3 separate regions of the Mus musculus genome follow, and all the other regions are linked to region 2. A link is a contact called in public HiChIP or PLAC-seq and promoter capture Hi-C data. All regions are on one chromosome and are shown on one strand. Each heading gives the region's core, a stretch centred on a gene start, on an enhancer-like site or on the middle of the called end of the contact. The rest is flanking DNA. Distances are from core to core; before and after follow the strand shown.

What was found. Promoter capture Hi-C pulls out the DNA fragments that hold promoters and counts their contacts. HiChIP or PLAC-seq counts read pairs in DNA pulled down with a chosen protein or histone mark.
Region 1: a contact with region 2 is called in an HNF4G HiChIP or PLAC-seq map of pancreatic cancer cells. The contact joins the promoter of Tmem54 here to the promoter of Nkain1 in region 2. A contact is called at or near these places in 1 of 39 promoter capture datasets (liver) and 1 of 115 datasets of contacts at active chromatin or transcription factors (pancreatic cancer cells).
Region 3: a contact with region 2 is called in a promoter capture Hi-C map of liver, with 3 times the contacts expected there. The contact joins the promoter of Zbtb8a here to the promoter of Nkain1 in region 2. A contact is called at or near these places in 2 of 39 promoter capture datasets (cranial neural crest and liver).

The regions. Positions count from the first base shown.
Region 1 is chr4:129,104,274-129,109,099 of GRCm38.p6, forward strand. Tmem54 (transmembrane protein 54) reads left to right here and starts at 1,257. Exons shown (of 6, transcript NM_025452.4): 1 at 1,257-1,458; 2 at 3,938-4,131. The coding sequence starts at 1,443.
Region 2 is chr4:130,572,653-130,577,305 of GRCm38.p6, forward strand. Nkain1 (Na+/K+ transporting ATPase interacting 1) reads right to left here and starts at 1,384. Exons shown (of 7, transcript NM_025998.4): 1 at 1,177-1,384. The coding sequence starts at 1,230.
Region 3 is chr4:129,374,881-129,379,305 of GRCm38.p6, forward strand. Zbtb8a (zinc finger and BTB domain containing 8a) reads right to left here and starts at 3,148. Exons shown (of 5, transcript NM_028603.4): 1 at 2,860-3,148.

The DNA of each region.
Region 1 (4,826 bases), core at 7-2,506, 1.5 Mb before region 2:
TGAGAACCTGTAGACATCAGGACAGCCTCGTCCATGGAGACTATGCTGATGGGCTACAGAACAGATCTGGTACAGAATAGACCAGTTACGCCTGCTGCAAAGACCTCGGTGGTCCAGGGAGGTGCTGTGCTTTGGCCAAGGCAGAATACTTGGCAGAGATGTGGCTGGGAGCGTTCCACCTGTTTATTCACCACTCTGGCTAAATGGTCCTATGTGAGTGTCCAGCTATCTGAACCCAAAGGAGGAGGACAGGACTTGTGTCTGCATCAGGGACACTATCACGAAGCAAGAGTCCATCTAACACTTGATATAACCCAATGCCAACTCGGCAGCCCCCACAATAGACATTCTAGGATCTCTGTGAGTTCAAGACCAGCCTGGTCTATACAGTGAGTTCCAGGACAGTTAGGACTACATAGTACATAGTGAGGCTCTGTCGTGTGTGTGTGTGTGTGTGTGTGTGTGTGTGTGTGTGTGTGTGTGTGTGTGCGCGCGCGCGCCCCTCTGTATGTGTGTGCCTCTGTGTGTGTACCTCTGTGTGTGTGTGAGAGAGAGAGAGAGATGTTTGTGCTGTAGTATGTCAGTGCCATATTCTGCTCCAGTGGAAATCGGAGGACAACTTTCAGGAGTCGGTTCTCTCCTTTCCATGTGGGTCCCAGGGATGGAACTGGGGCTATCAGGCTATCGGGTTATAGGGTTAAGGGACTTTACTGGCTGAGCCATCTCATTGATCCCTACAATTTATTTATTTATCTATCTATTTATTAATTTATTTAATAGCTGCATTTCCTTATATCAGGAAACAAGAATTATTACCCTTGATTTTCCAAGGAGCAAACAGATCACCCCACCACCGCCAAGACCGAAAGGAAAAGCACCTTGCTCAACATGGAAGACCTGACTGAGACCAGGAGGCACCTCCGCCAGAAAAAGGAAGACCCAGCGAGGGAAAGCGATTGTTCTGAAGTCACACAGTAGATTAAAAAAGCAGACCCCTGGTTGCTCCTGCTCACTCCCAGCTTCCATCCTGGCCCATGTGCCCGTGTCTTGTTCACCACCACCACCACCACCATCACCACCATCCGGGGTCGCGCTCACATGCTAACACCACCAGCTCCCAGCACGGCCGATGGAGACCCCTTAGAGCCTCAATGTCCATCGGTGGAATGGGCGTGCGAGGAGGAACGAGGGCGGCCTGGCGCCGGGCGCCTGGCTCAGCAGCAGGGGCGTGGCCGTGACTCAGCCGCACAGTCCCGGGGTCGCCCAGCCGGTCCGACCGGCCTCGGCAACGCGCGCAGGACGCCGGGCTGGGCGACTGAGGGGTGCAGGGAAGGGAGCCGCCAGGAGCCTGCTTGGGCGGGAAGAGGAGCGCAGGCCGCGGAGGAGAAGGATGGAAGCGAGACCCCGCTGAGACCAGCGCGGGGCCACTGGCCGGGATCAACATGTGTCTGCGCATAGGTGAGCTGGGGCAAACGGGAGACCCACTCCTGGGGGGACCCCAACCCGAAGTCAAGCCGCCTGCTTCACCCAACCCTGCTTCACGTACTGGCCTGCTTCAGGTCACTTTCCTCTCAAGCCTAAGTTTCCTTAGAAGCGGGGTGACAAGCGGCTGGGTTTTATTTCCTTTATGCAAGTGCTCTACCACTGAGCTACACACCAGCCTAAACATTTCGAGGCTCAGGGACTAGCCCAGAGCTCAGTACTTAGCTCACTCTAACTTAGAACTTAGAACTCCTTCCGCCACGACCAGCAGCTGGGGGCTCCAGGTTTGTGGCACTGAGGCCCAGCTCTGAGTAAGCCTGGTTTTGGTGGGGCCAGTGGCACCCCCAGCTCCTGGCCCTATTTTCCTTTCTAAGGGGCAAGGCTAGATAGGCTTCGGGATCCGCCGGTAGGGGAAGAGATGCTGAGAGATGAAGAGATGGGGATGTGGATGTAGGGTCCAGGATCCCGGCTCCTTAGCATTACAAAGATGCCATTTCCATACCTTCCTCTCATCCAGCCAAGCTGGAGGGAAAGGCCAGTCAGCCAGCATCTTGACAGAGTAGACTGGTGCGCCCCTCCCCCACGCCCTGGGCAAACTCTGCTGTTTGGGATCTAAGGGGTTCCGTTCCCACTCTCCAGCACACACATCTTTCGAGCCATGCCTATTTCTCCTTGGTAAAATGAAGACCGTTGCACCCACCTCTTGACCAGGATGAAGTTCCGGTCTGCTAATAAACGCTTAGCACTACACCAGCCACTTGCCCAGTGTTCCCAGCATGAGAACGAAGAACCAAAACCAGCCTAGGGCGCTCTGACTAAAGCAAGCAACCCTAGCCTTCTTGTCTGACCAAAGCCTTGGTCCAGAGATGCTGCTGTTTCTTGAGCCCAGCCAAAGCCCAGTAGTGGCTGGCTGATGGGTAGGTGGATGGGGTGGGTGGACAGGGTGGGACCCAGGAGGCCCCTGGAACAAGGCTGCAATTCCTCTTCCTGTTTGGCCAGCTGTTCATCTTCACAAGGCCATTCCAGTTCCTCGTGCCTTTCCAGTCCATGGTCTGTCCTCTGCTGAGATGACAGTCCCAGGGCCTGCAAGCTAAAGGAGAGCTCGGAGAGCAGTTAGGGGAACCTCACCTGGCTCTATGCAGAAAAAATCCGGGGTTACCTCTGAACAGGACAGGCTGGTACCAGGTCCACAGTGAGTCTGTAACAGGCTCCTCCTTGCTCCTCAAAGCTCTTCCTCCCGTCTCTCTCTCTCTCCCTCCCTCTCTCTCTCTCTCTCTCTCTCTCTCTCTCTCTCTCTCTCTGTGTGTTACTGAGTTTAATTAGGGTTGCTTACAATAATTTTTCTTTTTTTCGGTGGCGGGGGGGGGGCTGTTACTGCAACATAGGCGACTTACCAGTGGCTACACCACCAAAATAAACAAATAATTATTTTATTTTATTTTATTTTTTTTAGGCAGAGTCTCACTCTGTAACTAAGTTGGTCCTGACTTTGCAACAATCCTCCTGCTTCAGTCTCCTAAATACAGGATTATGAGTCCTCTTGGCCTCCTTGGCCCCTGCAATTGCCCAGAGAATGTCCACTTAATGATTCTTTAGCCGTTTCTTGTTTTCATTCACGTATAGGGAACAGGGCTAAATTTCTCTGCCGCACGTGGAGGGTCTCAAAGTCAGAGCCTATTGGGAGCAGGACCGGAAGGAAGGGCTCTGCTTAACTGAGGGCCAACCACACTCTTGCAGTTTCTCAGAGCTGGCTAAACTCAGAGCCCAGGGTGGGGGCAGGCATCCAGGTGGCATGGCCAAGAGCCATGTGTGATGTTGGAGCAGAGAGCATTTCAGGGGAGGAGGGCTTCCTGCTATGTGAACGGGATAGGACTTGGCCACTCAGAAAGTGTGGTTGTTGCCAAAGTCCCTCCTGGTCCCAACCCCAGTTAAGCACAGCCTGCACTGGGTCCCCGATTTCCTGTTCACCCATGGACTTTGTCCACACTGAGAAACAAGGGCTCTTTTCCTCTCCAGGAAGAGAAGCAGAGTCTAGACGGCTCTCGATAGCTCCACTTAGCAGCTGCACATTAAGTACTGTGTGTGCCAGGCTCCATCTACCGAACTGACTGCTGAGCAAGGCCTGACTCCTGCCCAGTGCACTGCAGGCTCCTCGGGGCCTGGACAGTATATACTGGGCTCACGGCTCTCCTAGTGCATGGCATGGGACAGGTGTACAGAGCGCTTTTATATATGGAGCAGTTGAGTGGATGACTGGGTGGCTGGGAGACTCAGTGATCACTGCTACTCAGAACACAAGAGTTAACAAGGACAGTTGTGTGGATCTCCTGTGCGTTTTTCCAATTTCACACTAAGCACCAACCGTGAAGCTTTTAGAGAAACAGGGGAGGCTCAGATGTCCTACACCACCCAGCAGGAGGCGCCTCACCCCGATCCCGACCTGTGTCCCCCGCAGGTAGCCTGAATGTGGATGAGTTCCGGAAGGTGCTGATGAAGACGGGTCTGGTGCTGGTTGTGCTGGGTCACGTGAGCTTCATTGCAGCCGCCGTGCTCCATGGTACCATGCTTCGCTTCGTAGCCACCACCAGTGACGCTGTGGTTCTACAGTACTGCGCAGTGGACATCCTCTCTGTCACCTCTGCCATTGTGGTAATGGCCTGGCTGGGAGGGCCAGCAAGGGGGAGGGGCTGCGTCCCAGTCAGAGCCCCAAGCATATACGGTATAACCATATACAAACTGTGCAGGCACTCAAACGCTCTCTGCCTCAGTTTTGTCCTCTGTAAAATGGGGGTGGCGAGAGTATGTGTGCACAGCAGAGGTTCCCTGTGAACATCTGAGGGAGTCATCCACAGAAGGTGCTTAAGCGAGGGGCCTGGCACATGGCCAGTGTGACAGATATTCACGGTGCGGTGGTACCTCAGCTTAGCTAGGGAGGGTCAATGAGGGTTTCATGGAGGAGTAGACCTCTGAGCTGGGTATTTATGGATGTGTAGGCGTTCCCAATGGACTGTAATTAACAACCCAAGTATGCGGCGTGCTGGGGCTGGCTAGCAGAAAGGCATGCCAGGGTGGCATTCCATGTACAGGCTGTGTGGCAGGTGCAGATGTGTGGAGCTGGGAACGGCTGAGATCTGTGCTGAAGACACTGACTCAAACAGTCAGACAGGAGTTTAGCACTAGGGCAGACTACATGAGCCACTTGATATAAGCCGTAGTCATTGTGATACTGGGACATCTTTGTTTGATGAATGAATAAATGAAAGAGTCTGGTGTACTTAGGTGTACAAAAGCTCTTCTCTGCCGGTCAGCTAAGGTGGTTGTAGACTTGTTCATCTCTGGGAGAC
Region 2 (4,653 bases), core at 134-2,633:
GAGGTTCTAGCATGGCCCAAGAGGACGATGCTGTGAACAGCAGGCGCCGCAGGGCCGGTGACTCAAGGAAAGGTGAGAGGACAGAGGCCACCAGCACATCTCACTCAAAGCTTCCCACCACCCTGCGCACCTGTGGGGAGGAGCAGGTGCTGGCCGGAAGGCAGATCCAGACCACGGGACCCATAGGAATGAGGCCCCAGGCTCCTCCACAGACCCGATGCTATCAGCAGTTCCTACACAACAGTGTCTTGAGTAGAAGCATAACACAGTTCCAAGGGAGGCAGGAGACCCCCGTCTCTTCTCTATCACCCTCCCAATACATAGGCAAGGACCTCAGCTACTCTTAGCCTCCGGATTCACTCTGTTGCCCTCCAGTTAAAGACCTCATTTTCCCCCAAACTGGGGCCAGCACAGAGCCCCGAGATGCTCTGATTCTTCCCAAGACACTCAAGTGTCCTCATCCAATGGGACCAGGGAACTCTTTACCTGACCCCACCTCACCCGCTGCTGATAGAACAGATGGCTCATGGGACGCTGGAGGACTCGGTGGTCAGACTAAAGAGAACCACAGAGTGAGTCCGGTGCCTGCCAGGTTAGGCTGGCCCGTGATACATCAATTCCTGATCACCCCCCTCAAGGAGGTAGTTCTCCATCCCTGGCCACCCAGTCAGGAGGGTGCTGGGAGGCAGGAAAGCAGCACAAAGGACGGCCGAGGGTTCTCAAAGAGTCTCAGGTCCCACCACCCAAACAAGAAGCAGAAATGGCCAGAGATCTAAAAACATTCCAGAGACATAATACAGGAGCAGAAAGAGACTTTGTGAGAAACGCTCACAGGGGCGGAGCCCAGAGGGATGAGGTACCCACGGAATCAGCGATCTGGAGGGGAACATTCGGGCAGGGACCTCTCCGAGTACACAGACCAGCCTCGGACACACCCCCAGCCCCAAGGGAGCCACAGTCCTGGGGCGCAGCCCCCCAGCGGGAGCCCACGCACCCATTGCGAACCGACGCGTGCAACCCGGGAGCGTTGGACCGTGCGCGCGAGCGCGGGGCTGAGGCGAGGAGCGCACACAAAGGGACAAGCCGGCCCGCGCGGGGCAGACTCCGCCCGGCCACCCCGCACCCCGGGTGGCGCCCACGCACCGCCGCCGCCCCACCCCGCTCCGCGCGGCTCACCAGCTGCAGGCAGCAGAAGGCGACCAGCGTGCAGCGGCCGCTGCACTTGCCCATGGCTCCTCCTCGCGCCGCGCGGGGCCGCGTCGTCTCGATGGCGCCCCGGGGCGGTGGGGCCGGCGACTAGGGCCGGGTCTCCAGAGCCGCGGCCGGCCGGCCGCACCCCAAGTGCATGGTGCGCCCGGTCCGCGCGGGCTCCGCCGCGCCTCCTTTGTCTGCGGCCGGCCGTCGGCACACCTCCCGCCCGCGGCGCCGGCCAGCGCGCAGCGGCCCCCGCAGGCACCGAGCGCGGCGCGGTGCAGCACTGCCCAGCTGGGGCAGCCGCCCGGGCGCTCGGCAGCCGCCGCTTCCCGGCCCACCACGTGGCTCGGCCGCCACCCCGGAGGGAGGCGAGGGAGGGGCGGAAGAGCGAGGGGGCGGGGGAGGGGAGGGGCGTGGAGCGAAGTGGAAGAGTGCGGGTCCTGCGCGCTGGCAGCTCTGGGTCGCGTCCAGACTGCTGTTCCTTAGCCGTGTCACCTTGGGCAGATCACATTACCTCTCTGGACCACCCCCGCCCAGGGGCCTCAGGGGCAAAGTAGGAAAAAAGTCTCTTGGATGCAGTCCTGTAAACCCAACAGTAGCCCTTAGCTTGGCCAGCTGAGGGAGTTGGAGCCACCCTACCCTGGAGTTCCAACTTTGCCCTTTATTTTCATTTGAGTTTTCAGCCCAGCTCGCCAGCCCTCCTGGTTTCCCGGCCACATTTTCTTCTTTCTGTCTTTCCTTCAGAACCTGGTATATCTTGGGTTTATGAAAGCCAGAGTGCGCTTGAAGCGGTCTTCCGTTCTCTTGACTCTTCATAGCTCAGGGACCGGAATAGTCCGGTCCCCAGTTTGGCTTCTCAGAGATCCTCCTGCTTCAGCCTCCCAAATTCCAGATAAACGCGTTTTAAAACACGCAAGACAAGTGGATAGAAAAGCCCTGGATTTGATCCTAGTACTCTCAACAGTGACAAAACAAAAGGCCCCCCAGGTATTCCCAGAATCAACCATCGCACACTAAACACACACACAAGCACATGCACACACGCACACACCACCAAAAAGCAACTGGGATAACAGTGGGGACTCTTCTCAGCCACTGTTAGGGAATGGCAGCTGTGTCCAGCCAGTTTCCATGATTAGCTAGGCTTCCTGGAGTCTGTCCCAGACTCTATACCCAGAGCATAACTTTACGTGGGGACTGGGACCCAGCTTTTATCAAAGTCTCCAAAGAGTCCTGTTTCCCACAAAGGAAGCGCCAGCCCGGTCCCCACTGGATCCCCTGGAGGCTTCGGGTGAGCCCATGTCAGTTCTCTCTTCCATGCTGACAGTGTGCTCAGAAGCCCTCACCGACCCAAGCACTGGACACATGATGCCTCTCTCCTTACAGTGACTGGGTTCTGCTAGGCTCTGACCAGCTCTGCCAGGCTCTTGAATGTCCCAAATGCCACAGACCCAAGGCCTGGCCACCTCACTCCAAGTCTGAGCTACCCTCTGTCCAAGGTCATTTATTTCAATCCTGCCCTACTAAATCCCAGGCTTCCACGCCCTCTGGCCCCTCTCTGCTTTTAGGTTTGTTCTTTATTTATTTATGTTGTATGTCTGTGTTTAGGTTGACACATGCTAGAGCACCCTGTGGCTCTCAGAGGACCATGAGTAGGAGTTAGCTTCCTCTATGTGGGTCCCAGTGATCAAACTCAGGTCTTCAAACTCAGTAGCAAGTGTCTTCACAAAAAGCCATCTCTGAGTCCCAAGGTTGTTCTGCTCTGAGATCCTTATGTGCAGTGCAGTGGACGCTGTTTCATCTTTAGTGTTTTAGTTGAGGCCTCACTCCTTGACCCTTGGTCACCCAGGGAAATCCCCTCTCTGGCTCATTCCAGCCTTCGATACCTCCATGATAGCTCATTCTAGAACCTTCTTAGCTTCCTGTGAGCAGTATGAGGACTCGGTTTGGTGATTTACCTTGGCTTCCCCAGGCCTTGGATCACAGCAGGACTCTTTGGCTGTGAGCAGACTGGGGTAGCATGCATGTTATACACCCTGTGTCTTAATTTGGGTTACTATTTCTAGAATAAAACACAATGACCAAAAGCAAGTTGAGGAAGAAAATGTTTATTAGTTTATGGTTCTGATCCATAATCCATCACTGAAGGAAGTCAGGACAGGAACTCAAACAGGATGATGCAGAGGCCATGGAGGAGTCTGCTCACTGGCTTGCTCCCCATGGCTTGCTCAGCCTGCTTTCTTACAGAACCCAGGACTATCAGCCCAGGGATGGTCTCACTTGGAATGGACTGGACCTTCCCATATCAATCACTAATTAAGAAAGTATTCAGCAGGCTGCCTACAGCCCAGTCTTATGGAGGCATTTTCTCATTTGTGGTTCCCTCCTCTCAAATGGCTCTAGCCTGGGTCAAGTTGACATAAAAGTAGCCAGCCACATGCTGCTTCCCAGCACTGGGTCGGTCCCCGTGGGCACCTTTCTGTTCTGAAGCTTGAAGTTCTTGGAAGGAGCCAACACAACTGGACAAGCAGAGGCCGTCATTTCTGGCAAGGGGTTCAGAACTGGGGATGACACGCGTGGGGGTGGGGCTTGCAATCCTTATCACGAGGAATGACTAACAGAGGACTAGGAAAGGCTGAAGCAGGACTCACAAAGGAAAGACAGCCATGACTCAGAGCACAGCCACATTTCCTGAGTGGGAAGGCGGGGTCGTGGTCAGGTTTCAGGGAGGTCGAGCAGACAGGGATGGGAAGAGGGTCCTGGGAAGTCCCTTTTGCTCTTGACCCTAACCTGAGGCTAGGCAGGGCCTGTGGCTTTCACCCTCTGGGGATGAGAAACTGACAGCCCACGAACAGGTTTTCATGATCTGACTGAGAACTCCCCCTCCTCTCACACCAGAGGGCTGAACGTGGCCACTAATTATAGCTTCTGGGACATTCTCTGTCACTAACCAATTCTTCAAACCAGCTGGGTGTCTGATGATTCAATTCACTTATGGCTTGAACTACCTGGGACTCAGCACAGACCCCTACAGGCGACGGATTCAGTCTCCTAAGCAGGCACCCCTGCAAGAGGCCAGTCCCAAGCCTCTGGCTACCATTTGTCCTGCCAGTGGACAGGCTGTGGAGCTCCTATGACCCCCTCCTTGTGTTCCGTAATTAGCTAGATTGGCTTGCAGAGCCTTGCAGAATGGCTCTATTATAAAGGATGCCAATGAAAAGGTGTACCCAGGGTGGGGTCCTCAGTGTGGGATGCTCTGTCTCCGTGGGGTTGACATGTTCACGGTTCATCAACCTGGCAGCTCTAAAAGGAGCTCTTACCTCAAGGGTTTGCAGATACCCCCATCTCCAGGCCTCAGGGAAGAAAAGTGGGCGGGGCTAAAGGTGTCCACCTGCTAATCTTTTGATCTTTCGGATGACCCGCCCTCTTCTGAAACTTCCCAGGGGCTGCCCTTGGCCT
Region 3 (4,425 bases), core at 1,898-4,397, 1.2 Mb before region 2:
CCTTAGTGTGTGGTCCTAGTAAAAACCCCACCTCCTAACTTTGGGCTAACGGGAAGAGAGCAAACTGTTCTTTGAATGGCGACTGTATTTCTTCGGAGGACGAACGGCCATGTACAATTCTGGGAAGGTTTAGAATTAAGTCCAGAAACAACTTAAGAGCTGAGCTTTAGAAATCTGTGTCGCCTCCAAAGTTCAGGCTGAAAGTTCACTCGCAGAGGAGGAAGAGTATTATAGGAGCTTTTAGGGGGTGATTAGGCCACCCTGGGGGGAGGGGTGCTGCCCTCGGGGACGGGATTAGCATCCTAATAAAGAGATTTGGAGGAGTAGGTCTGCTCTCCACCTCATCCCTTCTACCCATTTTACTAATGAAGGCACAGCACTGTATTTACCCTCATTATGTATGCCACGAAGAGGTGCCTTCCGGGAAGCAGAAAGAAGCCACACAGGGCACCATAATCTTGTGCTTCCCAGCATCTACCAGTGCAAGAAGTAAATATCTGTTCTGTTGTTTTCTTCTAGACAGGGATTCCCTGTGTATGTAGCCCTGGTTGGCCCGGAACTTGATCTGTTGACCAGGCTGGCTTCCAAAACAGAGAGATCTGCCTGCTTCTGCTGGGATTAAAGGTATGCAACGCCACGGCCCAGTAATATCTGTTCCTTCTATGTGACCTGACCTTCGGTAATCTTAGTAGCACATATGGTCTACAGGGTCTAAGATAGGAAAGTCTTAGAATGAAATGTTAGAACACTTAAGAGGGACTGGGTAGATGGCTCAGCAGTTAAAAGCACTGGCTGTTTCTCCAAGGATCTGGGTTCAATCCCCAGCACCCACATGGAGGTTCACAGCCATCTCTAACATCCATGTAAGGGGATTCAACACCCTCATCTGGCACCAGGCAAGCACTTGGTATACTGGCACAAAGGCAGGCAACACACACACACACACACATATATATATAAATCTAAAAAAAAAAAAAAATAGAGAGAGACTCGAGTTTTGAAACTATACTTGGAAAGGCCTCACCGAGAAGATGACATCTGAGTGATTGGTGTCCATAGCAGGAAAGAATGTGTATCTTTGAAACTACTCCAGGCAAACCAAACAGCAGGTGCAAAGGCCGTGAGGTGGACAGGAACAGATGGAGGAGGGATGGGTGGGGAGAGGAGGTCACTGTGGTGTGCCAGTAATGTCGGCTAACCCCAGGGTCTTGGGAGGCGGGGCAGGAAGAAGTAAGACCAAGGCAACCCTGAGAAAACCCTCATCTCATAATAAAATTAAAATTTAAAATAAGGGGCCTGGGGATGTATCTCAATGGTAACATTTACCTAGCCCATGCAAGGCCCGGGTTCAAAATACACACACACACACACACACACACACACACACACACACACACACGCCACACGCACACACACCACACACACCACACACACACACACACACACACCATGGGGGTTTTGGATTTTTTTATTTTTTTAGTAGGATGTGAAGGAGCCATTTAAGGTTTGGAGAGGGCTGGGTTTAGTGGTAGAGTGCCTATGTGACATGCATGGGTTCAATTCAAGTACAGGATAATATCAGGTGTGGTGATCTATGCCTGTAATCCCAGCATTTGGTAGGGGCTGCAAGAGAATCAGAGGTCCAAGATTTAGGGCTAGCCTGGGGTACATGAAACAGTGCCTTCAAAAAAAAGATATATAAAATAGCTTTTTAAAAGAGGAGTTTTAAAACTTATATTAACGTCTTTGAATATTAAAAAGTATATAATTGTGCCAAAAATTTGCCTAGTGCATCCCAGCCCTCCCGAGGTGGAGGTAAGATCAAATTTTCAAGTCTAGCCTGAGTCCGCTTTAAAACAAAGAATAAATAGGTAAATAAAAGTGCGATTTAAGTGATAAAATCAGCGAAGGTTTTGGTACTTTGGAGACTGTTCCGGGACGCTGCAAGAACAGGGCGCCTTGGGGGGCTGCCACGTCTCAGCTCCCTGCCTAGGGATGAGACTCCCTAACCATTAGCGTTTTATTTTTCCCCCTTTCCCCTTTGCTAGGTAGAATAAACAGCCGGAACCCGTAGCCGTCTCATAAGAAATTAAGTGCAATATTTCGTCAAAGTGAAACCACTCCATTTACTAAAGTTCTGCAAATAGAAAGACTTCTAGGTGTTGGCGGCGTGTGTGGTTGGGTGCCCGCTAGGTGTGAATCCTATTCCAAACACGTCTCGCAAAGACGTGGATTACGAATAACCGCACGGTCAAGGGCGAGTAAGCGCGCCAGAGCGCGAAGGGACTAAAGCCGACAGTGTCTCCAGGTGGGAGATGCCAGGGACATTCTGCCGCGGGGCCAGCTGGGGCTCCATATTTCTGCCCTCGGTTCTAAGCCCAGAACTGTCGCGTCGTGATGGAAAACCAGAGAGTGGAGGGCGGAGTGAGACCGCCGGGCTGCAGCGCCCCGCGCCCCGCGCCCGACGTCTGCAGACACGCCCGGCCCCGTGGCGCCGCCTCGCCGCCGCGGCCGTCAGGAGGCTCGGGCGCCTTCCCGCCTTTCCCCGGGCCGGGCCAAGGCTGGCGGCGGGGCGGGCGCGGGCGGCGACGGTGCAGCCATTGTCCCGCAGCCGCGCCCGGGGCCGCCGCCGCCGCCCGCGTCTCCTTTGTGGCCGTCGCCGACCCTCGGAGCCGCCGCTCTGCGCCCCCGGCTGCAAATGGCGCCGGGTGCCCCCTGCGTCGCCCGGCGCACCGGCTGGGGTTGCAGTCCCGGGGCGCACCCCGGCGGCTCCGCCGCCCTCCGCCAGGCTCTGGGCCCGGCCCGCAGCCCCGACGCCCGGGCCGCCCTCCTCCCGCCCGCGCCCGTGCAGCCACTTACCGCGGGGCTCTAGCCGCTCGCTCGCTCGCTCGCTCGCGCGCGCGCGCGCTGCGGAGCGATTCCCGGTTCCGGGTAGGGGAAGCAGCCCCTTTCCGAAGCCGAGGCTTTGCGCCCTAAAACAAGTAGCCCCAACGTGGGAGAAACAAAAGGTATTTGCTGACGTGGGCGTTGGACAGAAACGCCCGAGGGCTGAGGACACAATTAAAGGGGCAACGCACAGATTTCAGGCACCAACCAGCAGCTTCGCCCACTCCCCCTGTCCGTGCCCACGCCCGACTGCACCCTCCGCAGGCACTAGGGCGCCCAGGTTCCCCAGCAGTTGATTGGGGATCATTCTTTTAGTCGGGAGCTTAAATTTTAAAATTGTACTTTACGTTGGGAAAGGCGCCTCCGGAGGGCAGAAGGGCTGGATTTCTAATATGTGGAGATATTGGTTCAAGGAGAGAGGGAGGGACTTAGGCGTGCCCACAAATACTGTATACATGTGACATTATTGTACTTAAGTTTAGCGACGTAAAATGGGAGAGAGTTCCACAAAATCGCCCTTTGACGAAGCACTTAATTTCAGTTATAGCCTTTTAGAAACCTCTGTAGGTCCCCATCAAGCCCTTTGAAGAGGCAAGCCCGGAGGGGCTGAGATTAAGAGGCCGTGATTCTTTATATAAAACTAGTACAAAACAGTGTTTCGTGTTTTCAAATATAAAAATTGGTCGTAAAATCAAGTTTCTCTTCTGACGTGACCCTAATATTTATGGCACACAAATATCAGGTGATACATTTCCTAAAATAGTAAACCGCTGAATTTTCATACTGCTTAAATTCCACAAACTAAATTAGTTTTCTACTTCTTCACGCTGATTGTCAAGTAATGCGGAATGGGGGAGAAGATTCAAAGTCTCAAAGCATGCGTTTAATATTTTGAGGCGTTCCTCTCCCAAGCCTCAGTCAAGCCCATCAGGGTCCTATTTCTCCGATCTCCTCACTAAGTAACTATGTATTCGAACATCATTCTCTCTGAGAATACAATACAGTCATTTCTGAATGAAAAAAAAAAAAAAAGGAGAAATAAAAAGGAAAGGGACATGCCTGGTCCTAGGTATAGTGGAGGAGAAAGTTTATTATAGATATGTGGGAGAGCACAGCCAGAGGCAGGAACATCTGGGAGAGTACAGAGTGAACTGAGCTGTGCCCTGTGATGTGGGGTGGGGGAGGGAGGAGAGAGAGCAGCAGAACCAAGTACAGCAGGAGACCCAAATTACAAAGAGGGTAGGGAGCCAAAATGGTTGGATTATATAGGGAAGAATAGCTCAGCCCCCTGGACTGGAGGATTCAAGCTAGGGGGCCGGATATGCCAGCCTAGAGGACCCTGTAACAGGTATTGGACTGAGGGATGCTGGGAGAACCTGGTGGCCAGGTCAGCTTTGACATGTTAACTAGGCACCCCAGCTATTTGTCCCAGGTTTGACACCTAACAGTTTCTTAATGTCACACCTGTTTACCCCAGGGGTGCTCTGTGATTAAGATTCGTTTCCTGGACTTTTGAGGTAATGGGAGATAATGGAAGGA